2 separate regions of the Danio rerio genome follow, and region 2 is linked to region 1. Evidence: chromatin contacts called from public HiCAR-type data. All regions are on one chromosome and are shown on one strand. Each heading gives the region's core, a stretch centred on a gene start, on an enhancer-like site or on the middle of the called end of the contact. The rest is flanking DNA. Distances are from core to core; before and after follow the strand shown.

Region 1 (5,219 bases), core at 914-3,413:
TGCCGGGTTTAGTCAGTTAGCTCCAGAATGCTGGGTTGTTTATATGACTTAACCGCTGGGTAAGGTTAACCAAGTTGCTGCGTTAAATGTGACTTACATATTGAGTCATTAATTGTCTCATCTCATTCTACCTTTTTTAGTTTTTTTGTTGTTATATTTACCAATATTATTTATAATAGTAAATGACAAATTAATGCATATATGAATTTTTGGTCCCGTGAATTAATAGTCCTCTGTTTATTTTTTTCCTCTATTTTTGTTTAGCGGAGAACATTTTTTCAACACATTTCTAAACATAATCATTTTAATTATTAATTTCTAGTAACTGATTGCTTTTATCTTTGCCATAATGACAGTAAATAATATGTTACTAGATATTTTTCAAGACACTTGTAAACAGCTTAAAGTGACATTTAAAGGCTTAACTAAGGTGAGGTAGGTAAGGTAAAACTTTATTGTCCCAGTTAGGGAAATTTGTCTTGGGCTCTTGCCCTCAGCTGCAGTTATCACAAACATGGAAAAAACAATACAACATACAAAAAACAAATTAGTATTTTTATAAAAGTTACATGCGTCTCTTCACATAAGCGAAAATAAGCAAAAACAGAAACTCTCAGTGTAAGCTACTACTGTTATTTAATAGCTTAATGCTCATAGGATAAAAGGAATTCTTATATCTGTTTAATCTACAGCAAGGTACTCTGAACCTTTTCCCAGAAGGTAACTTGGTTAACTAGGCTGATTAGGGTAATTAGACAAGCTATAATGATGGTTAGTTCTGTAGACTATTGGAAAAAATATAGCTTAAAGGGGCTAATAATTATGACCCTTTAAAAAATAAAACTGTTAAACTGCTTATATTCTAACCAAAATAAAACAGAAGAAAAAATATTATCAATAATTCTGACTTCATATATATACATATACAGTTATTAGCCCGACTTTGATTTTTTTTTCCTTTTTTAAAATATTTCCCAAATCTGTAGAAAGTTTTATTTGATTTATTTTGACTAGAATAAAATCAGTTTTTAATTTTTTAAAAGCCGTTTTAAAGTAAAAATTATCAGCCCCTTTAAGCTATAATTTTTTTCCGATAGTCTACAGAACAAACCGTCATTATACAATAACTTGCCTAATTACCCTAACCTTCCTAGTTAACCTAAATAACCTAGTTAAGCCTTTAAATGTCACTTTAAGCCGTAAAGAAGTGTCTTAAAAAATATCTATTCAAATATTATTTACTGTCATCATGGGAAAGATAAAATAAACCAGTTATTAGAAATGAGTTATTAAAACTATTGTTTAGAAATGTGTTGACAAAAACACATTTTTTTCTCCGTTAAACAAAAATTGGGGAAAAAATAAACAAGGGGGCTAATTAGTCAGGCCTGCGGTACAGGTGAATTGGGTAGGCTAAATTGTCTGTAGTGTATGAGTGTGTGTGTGAATGTGTGTGTGAATGTTTCCCAGAGATGGGTTGCAGCTGGAAGGGCATCCGCTGCGTAAAAACGTGCTGGATAAGTTGGTGGTTCATTCCGCTGTAGCGACCCCAGATTAATAAAGGGACTAAGCCGACAAGAAAATGAATGAATGAATGTATTTTATTTTTCATGTCTATGAATAATATAAATAATATGTTATTACTATATTTGTTTTTTTAAATAATGTTTTTGTGTTATTTAATATGCACAAAATAATAAAAATGATTTTGACCATATTATTTATTTATTTATATATTCATTTATATTGTAAGTTAGTTAACTATTTAGATAGATAGTCCTATTTTTATATTTTGAGCTGACAAGCTGATTTACACTTAGTAAGCCTATTATGCCTATTAACAGTATATCTTAATAAAGAGTATATTATCCAAATTTCCTCAATATTATAATAATTATTTGTGTTATGATTATTCTTATTAATATAATTAATAGTGGCAGTATTTTTATTATTGTTTATTATTATTATTATTATTATTATCATCATTATTTTTGTTATTATTATCATTGTTATTATAATTATGATCATCATTAATATTATTATTATTTTCTCTTTTTTTTTACATAGTGATGACGAGACCCCCTCATTTTGTTCGTTTGCTCAGCCTTTCGTAAGACACAAATTGGAAACGCTGTCATTAAGTTTGTCTCCTTCTACTCTCCGTAGATCACCGACATATTGTTTGTGAGGAGCAAAATCGAGTGTTAAGATTACAGCGTTGATAAAACCAGTCATCAAAGCGTATATAACTCAAGAAAGAACCATGGGTGAGTATCTCGTCAATACTGTCTTTTGACGTGTTCGTACTGTTACTCGCGGTGTTTTGGGATCAGATTTGTAGCCGAGAACCCAAGACAAGCTACATCATGTCATTTACAGCATGAGTGTAAAGGGCCAGTTAGCCTAGCACATTGCTGTACACGACCTGTATGTTTACCAGCGATTCCAAGAGCAAATGTTTTAAGTCATAACGCTTTTCGGACATGCTTTAGTGAGGTTTGGTTGAATTTGATTGACGTGGTTGTCAATTTTGAGTCTTTGCCAGTGGAAACGCTTGGTCATGTTAGACATGTTCTGTTCGAGGTTGTGAAATCGTTCGGGTTTTAGGTGGCAGCTAAAGAGGAAATGCTCAAACATTAAACATAGTGCTCTGTCATGGGTTATATAAATCTATTCTCGTTAATGTTGTCTATGTAGACAGCTGTCTGGGTTTAGACAGACTAAACAACATGTCCCTGGTGTCAGTGAGTGCACTAGTCAACTACACGTGATCAGCCACGATAGCTGATGGTTTCTGTTTCAAAACTACTCATGGGAGACTTTTATTGTATATTCACGATTATTAAAATGGCAGTTTCTTGTAGTAACAAATCGGCTAGGTTGTCAGCTGCATTAAACCATCAGTCTTTTCTGTTAAATATAACTTGGGATCTCCTCATTTTTACATTGGGTGTGTAGGGAGGAAGGTGATGACATGGTACAGGCTGGCTAATTTAGTTTTTATATTTAGTGAATGATTATTAATTATGTCAGAACCCCATAGCTAGGTGTTTTGAGCATTATACATATGTGTGATGCCTGTCTGTTTATTACTTGGATCTTTAGAATAGGTTGTGATGGAAAAAGGTTGGAACAGGAATGATACAAACTGGAAGGTCAGATTAGGTATCGGAAACTGACTGTCTGCTGACTTGGTTTTTCCTGTCTTATATTTAATAGAATCATCACAGTTTATATTAATGTGATATCTGGCAGGTTTTCACAAATTGTGCCATTTTAGTTTGCAGTTTGAGTAAGCTGAAATCAGCAGTTCAGTTCAGGGTATTTGGATGGGATTTTTTATCACATTGTATGGTGCAAATTGGAATACTAACAGAAATGAGTCTTTCAAAGCAAAAAGTAAGCCAAATTAAGTACAATTTTCACTGTCACTGCTACAGATGAAAATATAAAACTGTTATGAAATTAGGCATGGTCTGGTATAAGATTCTGACAGTATAATAACCTTGGATTAAAAATACGGTTTCACAGTATTGTGATTACTGCTCTGAAATATGCTCTATTTAAATGTCTGAGTAAAAACAAAAACTTTTTTTCACTTTGAACACATATTTTATTTTGAGAAACATTCAAAATATTTCGAAGCAGTAAAGATGTCAGGCTAAATCATTCAAATGACTCATTGACTTCTGCTGTCTTCATTTGTTTTAAAAACACATTTTTTTTTTTACAATTTAAGCAGCATTTTTATATATCTTTTCTGCTGTTCTAGGTACCGTTGTCCCAAAAAATTTGTAAAAATCTTTCATGGATCAGAAGAACTGTATTACAGTAAATTTTGACGGTTTTAAAACTTTGACTTTTCCAAATCTTTATATAATTTATGCAAATTTAAAATTCAAACATCACATCATCAGTATTAATAATAAATGCAGCACAGATACTTAAATGAACAGTGTTTTTCAAATGTTCAAGTAGGTCTAACAGTAGTATTTAGATTAATCTATTAAGATTTAAAATAACACTGCATTGTAATATACATACATATATATATATATATATATATATATATATATATATATATATATATATATATATATATATATATATAAAATAACCATACAAATTGTTCAGTCAAGAGCCAGCTAGGGATTTTTCCGTTTTATTACATAATTAACTATAATGACAAATGAACAGCGGAAGGTGTAATAGTCTACTGTATCCAGTGCAAAGCTTGGATCCAACATAATGATGCACATCCAATCTTTGTTTGCCAAGATAGGCAGTTTGAAACTAAATGTGTGTATTTGTTCTTTTATGTATGATACAAATTCAGCACTTGCAGGTACTTGCAAATTGGACTGATTCTAGTTGCGAATATCAAATTTCAGGGTGTCCGTTGAGTCTTAAAAAGTATTAAAAGTTAATAAATCAATTATGGGAAAATCAAGGCCCTTAAAAGGTATCAAAAAGTTTCAATCGCATTTTTGTGAGGCCTTAAATTTTGTACAAGCGTTGTCCAAAGTGTGCGACTCTAAAAAAGCAGAAATCTTTTTATTTTTCTCAATCCACGCGATTGTTTGCTTGGCATGTCTGGCCAAAGGTTAAAGGTTTGATACTAATTAGATCTTTAAGTGGTGATGAGGTCTTAAAATATTCTGAGATGGTCTTTAAAAAAATCTTTAAAAAGTATTGAAATTACCTTTAGGATTTCTGCAAATACCCTGAATTTCACATATTTCTCTATTTTTAAACTAATTCAATGTATTAAATTGACAAAATTGGATTTGTGTTATTTGCTGAATGGACTACTGGCAGTTCTGTAAAATTTCATGAAGACCTGTTCATCATGTATTTTTTTTTTTTTGTCAAGCCCCAACATTTTGTGCAGGGTTGGCACTATTTTAGAGTACTGTTTGCTGATGCAGATTGTTCTTTGGGGAGTCTTTGCTCTAAACCCATCTGCTTTCTGTCCCTAGACCTTGGACTTTAAGCCATAGCAAACATACCCTTTTAAAATAGACCATTGACAGTGGCCAGGCCCACACTGCTATTTGTAAGGCCCATGTGATGGGCTCTATGTCATGGAAGGCTTGAGTCGGGTTGAGACACAGCCTGCTTGTCATCTAATCTAAATTTGTAAGACAGAGTCATTGTGGTGTTCTGTCCGGTCTTAAAGGAATAGTTCTTTCAACAATTAAAATCCTGCACATTTTTTA
Region 2 (5,219 bases), core at 729-3,228, 540 kb before region 1:
TTACTGTGTTTCGCCTAGCGTTCCATACTTTGTTTTCAATCATTACTACACGCAATATATCAAGTAGGCTCCGCAATTTTTACGTCATAATTAAAGTCCCCAAACAACTTAATTCATTCAACAAATCATAAAAAAACTAATTCTAAATCATAAACGAATTAACACATTATTTCAAGTTTCTTTACATAGCTTTTAAAAAATAAGTGAATTAAAATTAGTCACAATGTATCAAGCAGTCAATGAGAGAATGTGTTCATTATTTTGAATGCATTTTTTCATTTAAACAAAAGGAAAAGGGGATTATAGTCTCAATGGACAGTGATTTTACTTAAGACAAATGGTACAAAAGCAGCAAACACATTGCTTTAAACTTTTAATAATCTGTATATACGGCATGTATAGCTCATAGCTCAGGGGTCAGGAACTTCTCAAATAACATCCTAAAATTTTTTATTTGTGTTTTTTTTAAAGGTAAATGTGGGTTGTACAGTGCATAAATAATTGCAGAACTCCTCTATTTAAAAAAGAAAAAAAAAGTTCTGAAAGAGGTTAAGCCTGAGCCAGGTAATAAAAAAAGTAACGCAAAAGTAATGTGACGCATTACCAGTGATGTAAAGTAACAAATTATAAATACTCAAATTACTGAAATGGAGCAGTCTTTTCTCAAGAATTGAAATTTAGTAAGTTGTTTTAAAATGTGAATTTTTACTTTTCCTCGAGTACATTTTTAGTGCCGTAAAGTTCTTTTACTCCACTTCTTTCCTTCAACCTGCAGTCTCTACTTGTTTTGTCTATGGGCATTGGCTAAAGTAGAATAATCAGTCCTGTGATTCTGGTCCAACCAAATCGCACATAGAAACAAACTTATATCATCCTAAACCTAAAGACATGCTTTATAAATGTAACAAACTGCTTGGAAGCATTAACAGTGTCCAAGAAGATGGACGACCAAGAGACTGTTTAGATCAGGGGTGTCAAACTCAATTCCTGGAGGGCCGAAGCCCTGCACAGTTTAGTTCCAACCCTGCTCCAACACACTTACCTGTAGGTTTCAAACAAGCCTGAAGGACTCAATTAGTTTGATCAGGTGTGTTTAATTAGGGTTGGAACTAAACTGTGCAGAGCTGCGGCCCTTTTGGAACTGAGTTTAACACTTGTGGCTTAGATGCAAGTCACTGATGAGAAGAGTGATGCCAACTGTATAATGACTGAATTTGTCAACACTAACTAAATGCACTAATGTTACGTTTACATATCCCTGCACAACTTGCATATAAACGCATCAGCCTTTCACAGCATAATGCTCACTACTTGCTAATCTTTAGTACTTTTAAAGGGTCTACTTTTTGCTCATACTTTGAGTAATATTCACAACAGATACTTTTACTCTACTTGCACTACATTTTTGGGCAAGTAATGGTACTTTTACTGATGATTTATCAGTACTCTTTCCACCACTACGCATTTCTTGAGAGGGAGTTGGACTTCTTACCATAAAAGTAACAAAGTAACGCAACTAGTTAACGTTACTTCTTGGGAGTAACTCAATGATGCACCACTTTTAAATATAACATTCCCCAACACTGATGTTAACTATATACTTTAATAGTCATATTTACCTTCACTTTTTAAGTACTCCCATGGTGTGTCTGCATATCTAGATAGCGTCTCCGCTGAATTGGTGTTATCAGCAGATGAAGATGATGCACAATAATTGACACGATGCACCGGAGCGACAATGGACGTTATTCTTACATCACGAATTCTCTGCAATGCAAAATAAAGAACGTGATTCGTCCTCTTCACGTGATCACTTCGCTGTAAACACGACATTTATATAACCACACGTTATATCAAAAACATCAGTTAAAATGTTAATTTATAATCAACAAACCTGTGCTTGAAGATGTCGTTGTAAATTAACGGGAAATGTGCGGCAAGCAACTATCCCAATGCGTTGTAAGGAGGCTGCCATTTTGTCTTTGCAGGAAACACGGAAGTTGTAACGGTTAAAGTGTACTGTGACGGAAGTACGCAGCTTTTATTATTTATCTCACGTTTTCTATTTGTTGTAAAACTAAACACGCGTTGTCTTTTGCAAAGTCAGCTTGTCATGAAAGTCTAGTTTTAGTCTTATACGCATATTATTTGTTGGAATTTAAATGGATTTGCTTGTTTTCAATGGCAAACTATAAATAATTAAAATGAATGTTTCAGATCTTATCCAAGACACAATTAATATGTATTTTTTATCTGCTTAGCCTTAAGTATAGGAAAAATAATGGATTTATTTTACAAGAAACAGCAAACATCAGTGATAATCAAACTGTTATTTTAAGGGTTCAAATCTCTACAATGCATAAATGATCTGATTATCATTAGGACTGATGCTGTTAAAGAAAATCTGTGTGAAAATATATAAATTAAAATAACATTTATGCTTTTTTTTAATCGCAAACATTTCTCTCTTTGGAACTATTTTAATCGACGCAAAGTACATAGAATATATGGTAGATAAACTACATAATTGCAACATTAATGTGTCATTTTGACTGAATACAATATATATATATATATATATATATATATATATATATATATATATATATATATATATATATATATTTTTTTTTTTTTTTTTTTTTTTTTTTTTTTTTTTTTAAAGAGCATATGAATCATAAACCATAGTAACTGGTTGGGGTGGGCTCGTCCTTGAACAAAGAAAGAAGGTCGTTTCGAGAGTGTGCGCGCGACAGGACCGCGTGATCATCAGCTCCATTTTGTGTCGAAAGAAACGCCCGAAAGCGCGCTCGCGCCACTGGAATGACGCAAAAAACGTCAGAACCATATATACCGAGTCCCACCCTTCTAGAGCATTCCTGGATTTGTCTGAGGTAAGTGCTATATCGAAGGACAGCTTTCTTACTTTTTTTCGCGATTTAAAGTGTTTTTGCCCCAACTTTTGGCTACATCATCAATTTTATCAACAATCCGGCCTTTTTGAACATTACCTGGATTTCCGCCTCCAAAAATGCGTTTTTTTCTTACGTTCTCTTTGTCCTGTTGTTTCGTTTCAGGTCTGAGTCGGTCTCAGTGAAGATCTGGCGTCGAGGATTTTTCAACTGTGTACGAAGAGAAAACCCCAAAATCTCTTACTTTTTTCTACTCGAGTAACGGACATTCGCTTACTACCTTTTTTGCTCCAGATTGTTCAAGAAGGAAAATCTCAATTTCAGCCACCACAATCCCGCCCATTATGCCATTTTTCAGCCAATAATGCTTAAGTCATGACAGTTTACGTTCTCTTAAACTGTTATAAAGCTGAAATTTGTTGCTGTTAAGCACAAAATATTAATAGCAACCCGAGACGCAGAGGAGAGGTATTAATAGTAAGTGTTTTTTCAAACCAATTTGAATCGAAACTACGTTAACAGTTAACCAATTGTTTGTGTTATAAATGATTTCAGATATAAATATAGATGAAAGCTTTAGAGAAAGATCGACTGTGGCGACCTTAATGCGCCACAGTTTCTTCTAGAGGACAGACAGCATGCTGAGATAAAGCGAGGCAGAGCTAGCTATAGCGTATGAGCTCACATTGCAAAGCCAGAGCAGCGGCTTCAACGCCCTGTTTCTCTTTGTGTGTGAGACGGAGCAATCCTTACCATAATTAAAGTAACGATAATTCATCGAATAATGAGCTAGCCATCGCTAATCATAAGCAATCTGTACATAAAGATTGCCATAGGCAGAGTCAGGAAGTGACTGCATTCAATTGGGGCTTTTTTTTTATAAACTGCATTCTTTTCAAAGGAGAGCTCACTGGAACAACCAACGCAATCTACACATAAAGATTGCCAAAGTGGCGCCTGTGGATTTAGCCGAACGAGGGAAATGCAACATTTTGTTCATAATAGGTTAATAGCTGGCGGAGCTGTGGATATCGTTGTGATAGTATTTGGTGAAAAAAATAAACCTCCCTAGGCAGTGATAATGTATGAAATGCATAGCAGTCTAAGTATAAAGATTGCATTTTTGTGTCGTGTGCGTAGATGGGGTGTTATTTGTCTTTTCGACTTTGCTTTAAAATGGCGGACGGGTTGTCCTTTTCTTGAGGCAATGGTGGCTTTGTTTTTCTGGCTGGATCTACAGGAAATACTTTAGTTCGGAACGGCTGTCGCGTCGCCATCATCCCCATTTACAGCTTGAGGTATCGTCTTAACATACATGAGTCGCTAGCGGGGTTAATGTAGCATTTTTGTAAGATAAACAGCAGGCGGGGGACATATATCGTATTTTTTAAAAGACTTGTTGCAGTTCAAAGATGGCGACCGTGCATCCGTTCTATTTAGCCCACCGCGTACACGAGGACAAGTGGTTAAAGATAATGGGCGTGGTTTAGCTCGGACTTCAGCCAATCAGAGGAGCCGCTGTCAGCTCAGGGCGAGCTGCTAAATGAGAGGGAGACTTCGACAGATGGCAAATCAAATCCCCTGGTGGCCACTATTGAGCAGACGAAAATAATTGTATTATAGTCAGGCCAACACTGTATTGCTCTGTTGACAAGTTCTCAATCAATCCTTGGTCAGTTTTGTAAACTCGATTAAAAAGTGAATGTAGGTTAACTTACATGGTGTTAAACTGGTTTATTTGTAGCCATTATTATACAAAAAGTTATTAAATATAAATAGTTAAGTTTATTTAAAAAGTAAGCAAACAACTTGTAACATCTTGACAGGTACTTCAACGTTAATGTTTTCTTTACAGTGACTGTACATGAAATCTTGTTCACTTTTTCTTGTTTGTCATGACAACTGACATTTCCAGGAATTGTGTGTATTGTTCCGTGTTTAAGGAGTTCGGTTGTGACTATAAAAAGTTCTTCACCAACAGTGTTACGGGTAAGACAAAACCTGATTTCTCACACGATCAAAAGTGAGTAAGTTTAACTTTTTCGATTCAGCCATTAGTAGACATTTTCAACTGTCTTGAAAATTACGTAGAAAATAAAACGTTGCTAAACTTTTGCATGCCTAAAAGTCGTACAAATCTCCATACTATCGGTTTACGTGTTTTTTAGTTGTAATGTGTAATCTAATCCGTCGCGTTGATAATCTTTCTGCTGTAGTTAGTTGTGTTGAGTCGTCGGCTTCCAGTCAATTGTGCTGTAGAGAGAGGAAATGAAGGCAGAAATACTCGCTGTTGCTCAGCGTGGGCAG

What was found. HiCAR-type assays count read pairs that join an accessible place to other places.
Region 2: a contact with region 1 is called in a HiCAR-type map of caudal fin, with 4 times the contacts expected there. The contact joins the promoter of mrps18b here to the promoter of kpna6 in region 1. A contact is called at or near these places in 2 of 4 datasets of contacts at active chromatin or transcription factors (caudal fin and embryo).

The regions. Positions count from the first base shown.
Region 1 is chr19:32,354,603-32,359,821 of GRCz12tu, reverse strand. It overlaps kpna6 (karyopherin alpha 6 (importin alpha 7)), which reads left to right and starts at 2,163. Exons shown (of 14, transcript XM_001923886.8): 1 at 2,163-2,267. The coding sequence starts at 2,264.
Region 2 is chr19:32,891,218-32,896,436 of GRCz12tu, reverse strand. It overlaps mrps18b (mitochondrial ribosomal protein S18B), which reads right to left and starts at 1,978. Exons shown (of 7, transcript NM_001017759.2): 1 at 1,895-1,978; 2 at 1,620-1,767. The coding sequence starts at 1,975. ppp1r10 (protein phosphatase 1, regulatory subunit 10) reads left to right here and starts at 2,876. Exons shown (of 19, transcript NM_001277109.1): 1 at 2,876-2,894; 2 at 3,078-3,389.